2 separate regions of the Siniperca chuatsi genome follow, and region 1 is linked to region 2. The links are chromatin contacts, called in public Hi-C maps. All regions are on one chromosome and are shown on one strand. Each heading gives the region's core, a stretch centred on a gene start, on an enhancer-like site or on the middle of the called end of the contact. The rest is flanking DNA. Distances are from core to core; before and after follow the strand shown.

Region 1 (4,812 bases), core at 434-2,933, 150 kb before region 2:
ATGCTTTTAAAGTGGTCGTAGATTTCACCACTCACAGGTTTTTCAATAGAACAATGAATTTGACAGGCCATTAAATAAACCCAGACAGGAAAATATGTACAGTGTAAATACCAGGGAAATAGAGGCTTTTCTGCAAAGTTGAATAGAAAGTGAATATTCAGCTTGCTTCAGGTTGCATGAGACATTCACACAGTGCTGTCATTTCAACAACCGTGTAATGCCTTACTGGCAAATCTGTTTTATTTTTGCACATTTTAGCATCCTCAGGTTAGCATTTAGCATACGGGTAAAATGCCGCTTATCACGGTTACAAGCTCATTATTTAAGCATTACCGAGAGTTAACCGCCCCAGCGACCCGCACATCGGTTAAAATTGATCCACCTTGGCCTTATGGGTCAGCTACAATCATCTGGCACGACACCAACACACTCAACATTAGCAATGCTGTTATCCAACCACCTAGCTAACTATTAAGGTTAACAGGCTTATGCGCACCGAGAAAAATGGGGAACACCATCTTCATCATCAGCAGAGATGCACTGAATAGCTTAACGTAAATACCATCGTCCCAGCAAACGTTTTGACACGAACGTTTAAAAACAGCCCTGCCGGCCAAGAATATTAGGGTTGTAGCGTTAAATCGGCCTGGCAGCAGCTACGCCCTCCTTGTCGCATTCCCCTGCGGAATTTTAAGATGGAGAGATAGATTACCGCCAGCTAGCATGCTAACTGAACGTCACAGCACGGCCGTTGGCTTTAACTGTTAGCTTAGCTGCTAACGGGACCTGACCCAGTTCAAACTGAATGGCGAGCTGTGAGCTGAAATAGCTAGGAGGATTAAATATGGCATCTGTTCCGTTTCACAGCTGCCCCCCTGGCAGTTAAACGATATCGAAAGAAAACGTTTTTAAAATTGCAGTCGCATTTGAGGGGAAACTCCCGAGAAATAGGGAGGGTGTGTTAGCTTCAATATCGTTTCACTACGCCATGACGGAGCTGAGCTAAAGACACCGCCAATTACGCTGTTCTGTCTTCTGTCAGTTCTGCGAATAAGGCCAGATTTGTCGGTTGTCCAGGTATGGCAGCCCCTCAGTACTAGCTTTACATTATCCGCCGTGCCATGTACTGAGCACTGGTTGCTAAAATGTCTAGGCTGCTCTTACGACGGCCTGGGCACGGCTGCTAAACTGTCAAAATGGCCAAACTTGGTTGCTGCTTCTCCCTCTCTACTCGGTCACCGCGTACCATGCATGGCATCGACCGGAGTCTGGGCCTTAAAAAAATATCAAAAAATCAACGATATATAGCGCATTCGACAGCACAAAGAGCACAGACAACCTCATGCCAGGTGTTTTGAGGATTATTTCTCGCTATTTGGCCACAAGTCTCGGCCTAAATCCTCGCACCCAGCCCCAAACCACAATAGGCACCTTCCGCCGCAGAGGCAGGGAATGGGTTCACCGCTGGGTCTGCCGTTCTCCCCGTATGACTCTCTTTACCCTGCATATAAGGCAATAATCGAGTGATATGCAAGTGAACTCACATTTAGAGCGTACTAGGAATCCCGATTTTATTCTCTGGAAGATGCGAGTTTATCAAGCCGTCCTCTGCTTGCTGCTCAGGGTATTCAGGGCAGTACCACTTCCGCCTGCTCTGACACTTCCGCTTCCTCTAAACCCCACCCCTCCCCCCGCCAGTATCCATGGTAACCGCGCCAGGGGGTTTCCTGAGCATCTTGCGAGGGGCTTTGACGTCAGGAGGACTATGGCAACCGCTACAGGATGACGTACGCCGGTCTCCGTGGCAACTGTCTCCATGAGGCCGCTACTGTCGTATCTGAGTTCACCATCGTGTCAGCTGACACAGCTTTGTGTGGGTTATACTGATTTTTTACAAGCGTTCATACTTTATAACAAGCAGGTCTGTTTCTCCCACCACACCACCTACACAACCACTGCAAACCCTGAAACACACAGTCCATCAACAATCATTATTGTATCTTTATTAATACATTTTCTACATACTTTTTTTTCTGATTCATTTGAGAATTTTATCATTCAAAACATTAAAAAAGACACTCAAACAGACATGACAAGACGAAAGCTGTATCTGAAATCTCTCGTTCACTACATAATAGACGCACTTCGAAGCATAAAAAATTTGATTTTCATATTTAAGAAAGCAAGCTGTGCCTAACAGAGCAACTTTTCAACATGAACACTTTAGCTGTCTTATTTTATTTATTTATTTATCTATTTTGACAGCCAAGTGTTCAAGCGGCCCCCCCACGACCTGTCCAGTGACCCCCACGTAATTTCAGTTTGAGACCCTTGCTCTAGTGAGCAGTAAATTGAGATTTTGAACAATTGTGAATCATCAACATTTCGAGTCATCACTGACACCTACAGTGTCACATAACTATTGGCTTATTTCTTCCATGTATCAAATGCAACGCTTTAAAATTTTCCGGTTGTTTGTAAAAAGCAGTGTACATGCCATGGACACACCTTTTTTGTTCCATTGGTGAAATTTTTCAGGGCACTATAGAGTAAATATGGAGTGATTTTGGACACTGCCTGAGATTAAAATGAATTCTTTGTGGAGCATAAATGTCTGTTCCCACTTTTATGGCAATCCATCCAATATTTGTCCAGGCATTTCACTTTGAGCCCAAATTGTCCACCTGCTGATGAAAAGTCAGGAGACATTAGGATTTGTCCCCTGGAAACCATGAATGTCTGTACCAAATTCTGTGCCAGTCCAGCTAATAGTTGACAAAGTTTTTCAATCTTGACCTAAGTGAACCAACCGAATGATTGACAGACAGTGCCATCCCTAGCCACGCCACAAGGGTTGCTAAAAATATGTACCAGTTTGGACATCAAATGCCTGGAATTGAAAGGGAAAAAAATCAAAAAAGAAAGATCAGATAATAATAAACAATAATAATCAAATAATCAAAGAGTGGGGGTTAAACAGGAGTTAAAAAATTAGGAGGCTTCTAACGTAATTCTGAATTTGTAAATGATGAAAAAAGTGTGTGTGAGGAACATTGTGTTTTTTTTTTCTGCAGCCGATTAAACGATGCACATTTTCCATCTTGAATTGTTGAGTCCTCGATCCTTTCAGGCAAGACACACTTTATCCAAATGAGAAGGCAAAAATGAATGATTGCTTCACATTGGGGTATAAACTGAAACAGCTGGCGATCTGAGAGTGTTTGCATTTTGGTTGAGGACTCGTTAAGAATTTCTCACAGTGAAACTCATTTTAAAGTAATGGTTTTACTTCGTTTTGTATTTTTATCTTTTTAATCCTCCGTCTTCTGCAGTTCGGTTAATTCTAAATCAGTAGGATTAATGAAGCTCAACTGAACTGGAATAAACTGACCTGGCCAGTTACTCAGTTCGTCAATCCATCAACCCATTAAGCTACCAGTTAATCGATTCATTCATTTATTCATCAAGTTAATCAAGCCATCTGTCAGTGATCATTTGGTCAGTCATATAATGAATCAATCAAGAAAGCCAGAAATCCATCAAATATTGTAAACAAATTCATTCATTAATGCTTCACCAATCATTTAGTTGATCAAGCAAGCTAGAAAAGCAAGACACAGTAAAAGTGGGGAAAACACAAGACCAGACAATAGCTTATCAGCTATTTAACGTTATCTGACACACTAATCATGGCTGGAGTAGTGTTGCGTGGCTCGGTCCGAGCCACTTTGTTTATTTCCCATTTACAGAGCCGGGGCTGTGTACAAACAGCGGATTTTGTTCCAGTGCACACACTGAACGGACAGCTGGCGGACCGTGAGGAGATACTCGCTGAATTTGATAAAAAAAGACGTGTATTGGATTAGAATCGCATACCCCACCTTTAACACCAAAAGTCAATGTTTTATTGGCCTCAGAGATTGTGCAATATGTCTTCAATGCACTTGTCAGTATACATGTGTTTGGGATGAGTGGATTAGATGAGATTGTTAGTGTTAGTGCAGATATGTGCGTGTGTTTCATAGGGCTATGTTCTTATTTATTATTTGCGATTTGTTTGTGCTGTACATGTTTACTTAATTTAGTTATCTGCGTGTATTTACCGCAAGTGGAAGCCATTCCAATGCAAGCACCTTTGTGTTGGCTGCGTTACAGAACAATTTCCTCCGTAATATCACTGTGGTGAGAAGTGTACAGCAGCAGAGGAGCAGGATGGTAAGTTTGAGACCACAGTGGCTGAAATCATTTTGACATGTCTGTCAAGGGAGGTTAAACGCCTGCTAACAGTGACACACCTCTTTGACCTCTCAGATGTTCAATAATCTATCCAGCTATATCAAATCAAATGTTACTTCGTATTTTTATTGTTTAGTTCTGAGTATTCTTATTGTCATTCACCCTCTTCATGTCTGCATTTCTGTTATTTTTACTACCAGTTTCCTCTTTCGTGTTTTCTTGATATGCTCTAGTATTTGCACTGTGGACGTGTTGAATTTGTGGCTTCTAGTAATGTTTGGATGCACTACAAAATTGTTCAGTAGTAGGCAACTGTTACAGAGTAGTAACTTGATATATTTAACACACAGCTAGCAGAGAATGCAGAGTTGTGTATGACAACAAACAGATGTTTGTTTTCCTAAAAGTTCATGTATTTACTGCATATAGTACAGCAAACATTTTTTTACACGTCACATAATTGCTTATATTCCGTGTGAAAATGTATATACACTGAAGTTATATTAGTATATTCTGGTGACCTGCCCTTGCTGTACCCCTGCTCTTGCCCAGTGCATGCTGGGACAGTCTTCTGCC
Region 2 (4,958 bases), core at 1,989-4,488:
TCTCCCTTCTTGATAATGTCAGTGTTGCGTAGGGTGTAACTTGCAAAATAAAACAGATATAATGCAGTAAAATGCGTGAAAGTAATTGTAAAATATTATGTTATACTGGATGATTTAGTGAAAAGTTATCCAGTTTGTAATCAAGTTGTAATATCACCAGACCTCCCGGGAGAACTACTTTGTGTCCTCACTTTGCTTGCTGAAACTCACTTCTGAAAACCTTATACTCTAAAAGGTCCTACTACATCTATTGATTGTTGGAGTTGAGGTTTTGATGTATATCTATGTTTTATGTGAGGAAACTAACTTCTCAGCAATGAGGAATAGTTCAAGTTTATTACAGTAATCGAAACAAACTAATTCACTCAGTTGGATTGCGACCAGTGACATCAACTTCTATCTTCCTGCCATTGGACGCTATGTTGTGTCAGGTCTCTCCCACACTGGATCCTGCAGGATGTGATGATGGAGCAGAGAGAGAGAGAGAGAGAGAGAGAGAGAGAGAGAAGAGTGAAGGGAGGAGAAAGTCGACAAAAATGTTGTCACTCTTACAGTGGTCGTATCATTGCAACATCTTCCTTTTCGAGAACAGAACCACCCCATTCTGTGTGAGTTAATGATTAATGGCGAATGTCTCTTTCACTCTCCTTCTGTACACTCTTATCTGCTTTTAAAACATGATACACACCTCTTGCAGCAGCAAAGAAGAGCTTGCATTAAATGTTCCTCACTTGGACACAAATACACACATATCTAGTGTCTGCTGGTTTCAAAATGAACTGAAGATATCAACCAGAGATGCACAATAATGACAGGATACTATGAGTATTGGCTGTTTTAACTTTAAATAAGCAAAACTGTCATCAGTCAAATACTAGTTTGGGGCCACAGGTTAGTTGTTGCGTTTAGTCTGTAGCAGGGATCTCTTCCACCACAGAGCCATGCTGCAGCTGAGGGTGGAATGGGTAACACCACTGCTCTGCTCTGCCTCCTCAGCCTGCACAAACACCCAGTATGTAGCACTGGGCTGAACTGGGAGAAGAGGCACACACACACACACACACACACACACACACACACACACACACACACACACACAGACTGACACACATTGATTATTCATATGTACAGAAACAAAGAAACACAAAGAAGTATAAGACACACACAGAGTGTGAATGAGCTGGAGCTTAGTTTAAAGTTAAATATGTAGACACACAAAATCAGATATTCTAAATCAGAGCAGCAACGGTTCATTCGTCGATCAACAGACAATTATTCAGCAACTATTTTGACAATCAATGAATCGTTTAAGTCATTTTTCAAGCAACATTGCCAAACACTTGATGGTTCCAGCTTCTCAAATGTGTGGATTTCCAGTTTTGTCTTGTCATTGTTTATTGACGATAGGCATTTTTCTATCCTATTCTAAATCATTTCTTCTGTACTCTTTGTAGAGACAAAACATTAAGTAGGCCTAGTTAATGAATAGTGGCCTACTTTCCTACTTGTTTACATATTTTTTGTGTAATTTACCTACATAGGTGTGTATGTCCTAACAGACGTCACACAAGTAACAGAAATCATCTATTAAAAATAAGTTTGAGCTTAATGATTTTAACTAAAAACCTACAAAACACTGAAAAAAATAATACTACACCCTTAATGTGTTAACTTATTCAACTTTCCAACCTGCTGAAGGACACACGCACACGTGGCATAAACACAGTGGGAGTACAGTAACATATGGGCCATACATCTACTTACCTAAAGAAAAACATGCAGCCTCATACGTGGATATAACAGGGAAAACTCACCTAAATCCTGTCCATTGTATTTACACGGCTAACGTTGCTGTTTTCTTTTTGCAAGTTAACAATTATTTAACTCAACGTCACACGAATTCACGGTTTTAACGTCTAACAGTCTGTCATACTTGGCGATATCATATCAGTATTGTTTGCCTTGTAATCTCTATAAACAGACATCTGTATGTCTTACGAGACTGTTTGCCTTGTAACCCTCCGAATGTAGTATTTTAGTGGCTAACACTTATTTTAACCTGAACTCACAACACCGCTGACCTTGTTACGCGATAGTCCGGCTGTAAATTTGACACGACAAACTTGGCAGTTGTTGATTTACAGTCGCTCGATATAACACAATAGATTGTAAATAATGTCTACACTTGGTGACGGAATAGAAATGAGCCTTAAGTGGCAAAACATTATAAAGTTTGGGATTAAATTATCACGTACCATTGAACAGTTTGACTGTTAGTGGCGCTGCATGGAGACGTGGAGGATGGAAAGGTCTGGAAAGAGAGAGGAGAGTGGTACTGCTTAACTTCACGTAGCGGGTTGCCAGGTTTGTAGCAGGTACGCATGTGTAGTGTACAGTGGTGGAGGAAGTTTTCAGATAGTAAAAGTACCAATACAACAATGTATAAATACTAAATTAGACGTAAAAGTTCTGCATTCAAACTCTAACTCAAGTAAAAGTACAGAAGTAGGCTATTATCACACTTAAAGTATCAAAGTAAAAGGCCTACTCGTTCTGCAGAAAATGTATTTTGATATTACATTATCAGTTAATACTGATTCATTAAGTGGCATTTTATTGTTGTGAGGTAGTTTAATCTATAACAATGCATTGTGCTCTTTAAGGTCATCATATGTTTTTTTGTTTTAATATGCAAAGTAACTACATCTGTCAGATAAATGTAGTGGAGTAAAAATATTTCCCTCTGAAATGTAGTAGGGTGTAGCATTGAAATAGTCAAGTAAAATACAATTACCTCAAAACTGTACTGAAGTACAGTAGCCTACTTGAGCAAATGTACTTAGTTACTTTTAACAACTATAGTGTGAAAGTACTGTATATTCTTCTTTTTTTGCTTCTTTTCCTTATTATCACTACTACTGCTAGTACAAGTTGTAATAATAGATCTGGTAGAATTGTTAATATGGCGTTTTTTTTCTAATAATACAACAACAATAATATAATATACTACAGCAAGTACTTTGATTAAAGCAAACATCACAAAAAGACACAAGAAATCAAAGGAAATAAAAATCCATGATTTATAATAAGACACAAAAAAAAAAACTTTAGTAGGAATTAAGCATCTCTGCCAAGGTGACTGGAATACACAACACAAATTCACACTTTGCAGCACATGTAATCAGGTGTTGGACACACTATACATAACCGAACACACACTTTTCATTACACTAAATAACAGGCAGATCAATGCAGGAGAAATTACTTGCAAACAAGTACGTCCGCTGCGTAGTTATCTGAAAACAGGGGTTTTCTGCGAACCTGGCAACCCCCGTACAGGTCACACTACGCGACGCAGACTCAAAACCCATGGCGGACGAAGTTGAGCAGGTTGGTGCATCCGCGTTAAATTGTGCTGTTATTCTCTAAAACAGCGTGTATATAATTAGGATGAAATAAGGACAGCAGGCAGTTTTACCTGTGTACTTGTTTTAGGGTGCTCATCGTGTTACTTTGTTTGTGTTTGTTCTGTTAACAGCGCGGAGCGGCCTGTCAAACACGCTAGCTAAATTAGCCGGGTTAGCATGTAATGCTACCGTCAAAATGACATTACAACTGGTAAATATAAGAAAGCACGAAGCTATCAGTGTTGACCAGTTTCCTTTTTGGTTTATTGTGTGGGATAACAACGGAATAACGTTACTAGTTAAACGAGGTTGACTCGTTTTGTTTATAACAAATGTTCCGGCTCCAAACGTAAATGCTCAAAGATAAAATGTAGAAAAGACAGTAGGGTCAATTGTAAAGTAAACATTAGAATCCCATTGACTTTTCTGTTCAGTTTGGATTAGTTAGGTCTGATTTAGCTGCCCTAAATTTATTGTAAGAACTGAATTGAGCTTTGCTCTAAGTTTCAGCTGCATGGTGTTTCAAGTTACTGAAAATTAAATGAGTTGCAAGACTCTTCTCCAACATACCATGCTTTATGGACGCTGGCCTTGTATTGAAGCCAACACTTGTCTGCAGTGCACCTTGCTTTAGAAACTGCAACACAAACACACACTTCTTCCACTCATCTCGTATCTATCTGCTCCTCCCATCACAGATCTTCTGCTGCTTTTCCACTGTCACAGTTTGTTTTTTTTCCCCCAAGGACACCGTCGTTGTGTGCTGGTGGCTGAATTTACTCTTTGATTAAGTTGAAATGTGTTACATCTCTAAATTATGCACCAAGCATTTCACCAGCTGTAGCCCCAGTTTGTGCCTCTCATTTACTATCATCATATTAGAGTCACAGAGTTAAGCATCTGTTCTAAAAGTAAGAGAGAAAAGAAATCCCTGGTGACCTTTGGAAAAACCCAGAGGACTGGTTAAAACAACTCTTGACTCTGTTTTGGAAAGTATTTCCAAAATCCCCAATGACTGTTCTAACCACCTGGATTTAAACAGGTCTGTATGCTGCACTAGAAAAAAGTATTTTAACCAGCTTCCCAAGGTGCAACTCTGTTTTCTAATCCAAGCAAAGATGGTAGCCAGGAATGACACATGTCCCTCATTGATCAATTTGTACAATGCAAACCCAAATTTAAGAGTTTAGTTATCAGCTGTATTTGTCTGTATTTACGTTACTTTCCATTGTTTTCTATTTTCATACAAAATAATGCATTTTTATACTTCTTTCAAAACTAGCAAGGAGATTTCCAGCAACTTGGATTAGGAAATGGAGACGTAACTTGTTAAAAAATGTTTTCAATGGTGCAGCAGACATAATATGTTTTAATCAGATGAGTCTGTGAGGATTTAGGAAATAACTTGAAACAGCTGTGAGTGCTGTTAAATGACCTTCTGGGTTTTACAAAGATACCAAGGAATTTGCTCCTGCTCCTTGTGATCACCTATAAGTTTTAATGCAGCCGAGTTCACCATAGTTGTTCTCATTAACACAATTTTATTGTGAC

Evidence for each region. Hi-C and Micro-C count contacts between places; a contact is called where the count stands out from the background.
Region 1: a contact with region 2 is called in a Hi-C map of an unstated tissue, with 5 times the contacts expected there. The contact joins the promoter of ywhaba here to the promoter of lsm3 in region 2. A contact is called at or near these places in 2 of 3 Hi-C or Micro-C datasets (skeletal muscle and an unstated tissue).

Annotation. Positions count from the first base shown.
Region 1 is chrLG2:5,038,151-5,042,962 of ASM2008510v1, reverse strand. ywhaba (14-3-3 protein beta/alpha-A) reads right to left here and starts at 1,683. Exons shown (of 7, transcript XM_044221622.1): 1 at 1,545-1,683.
Region 2 is chrLG2:4,885,216-4,890,173 of ASM2008510v1, reverse strand. It overlaps lsm3 (snRNA-associated Sm-like protein LSm3), which reads left to right and starts at 3,238. Exons shown (of 4, transcript XM_044221553.1): 1 at 3,238-3,390. The coding sequence starts at 3,370. LOC122887890 (a long non-coding RNA gene) reads right to left here. Exons shown (of 3, transcript XR_006380633.1): 2 at 2,256-2,311; 3 at 1-450.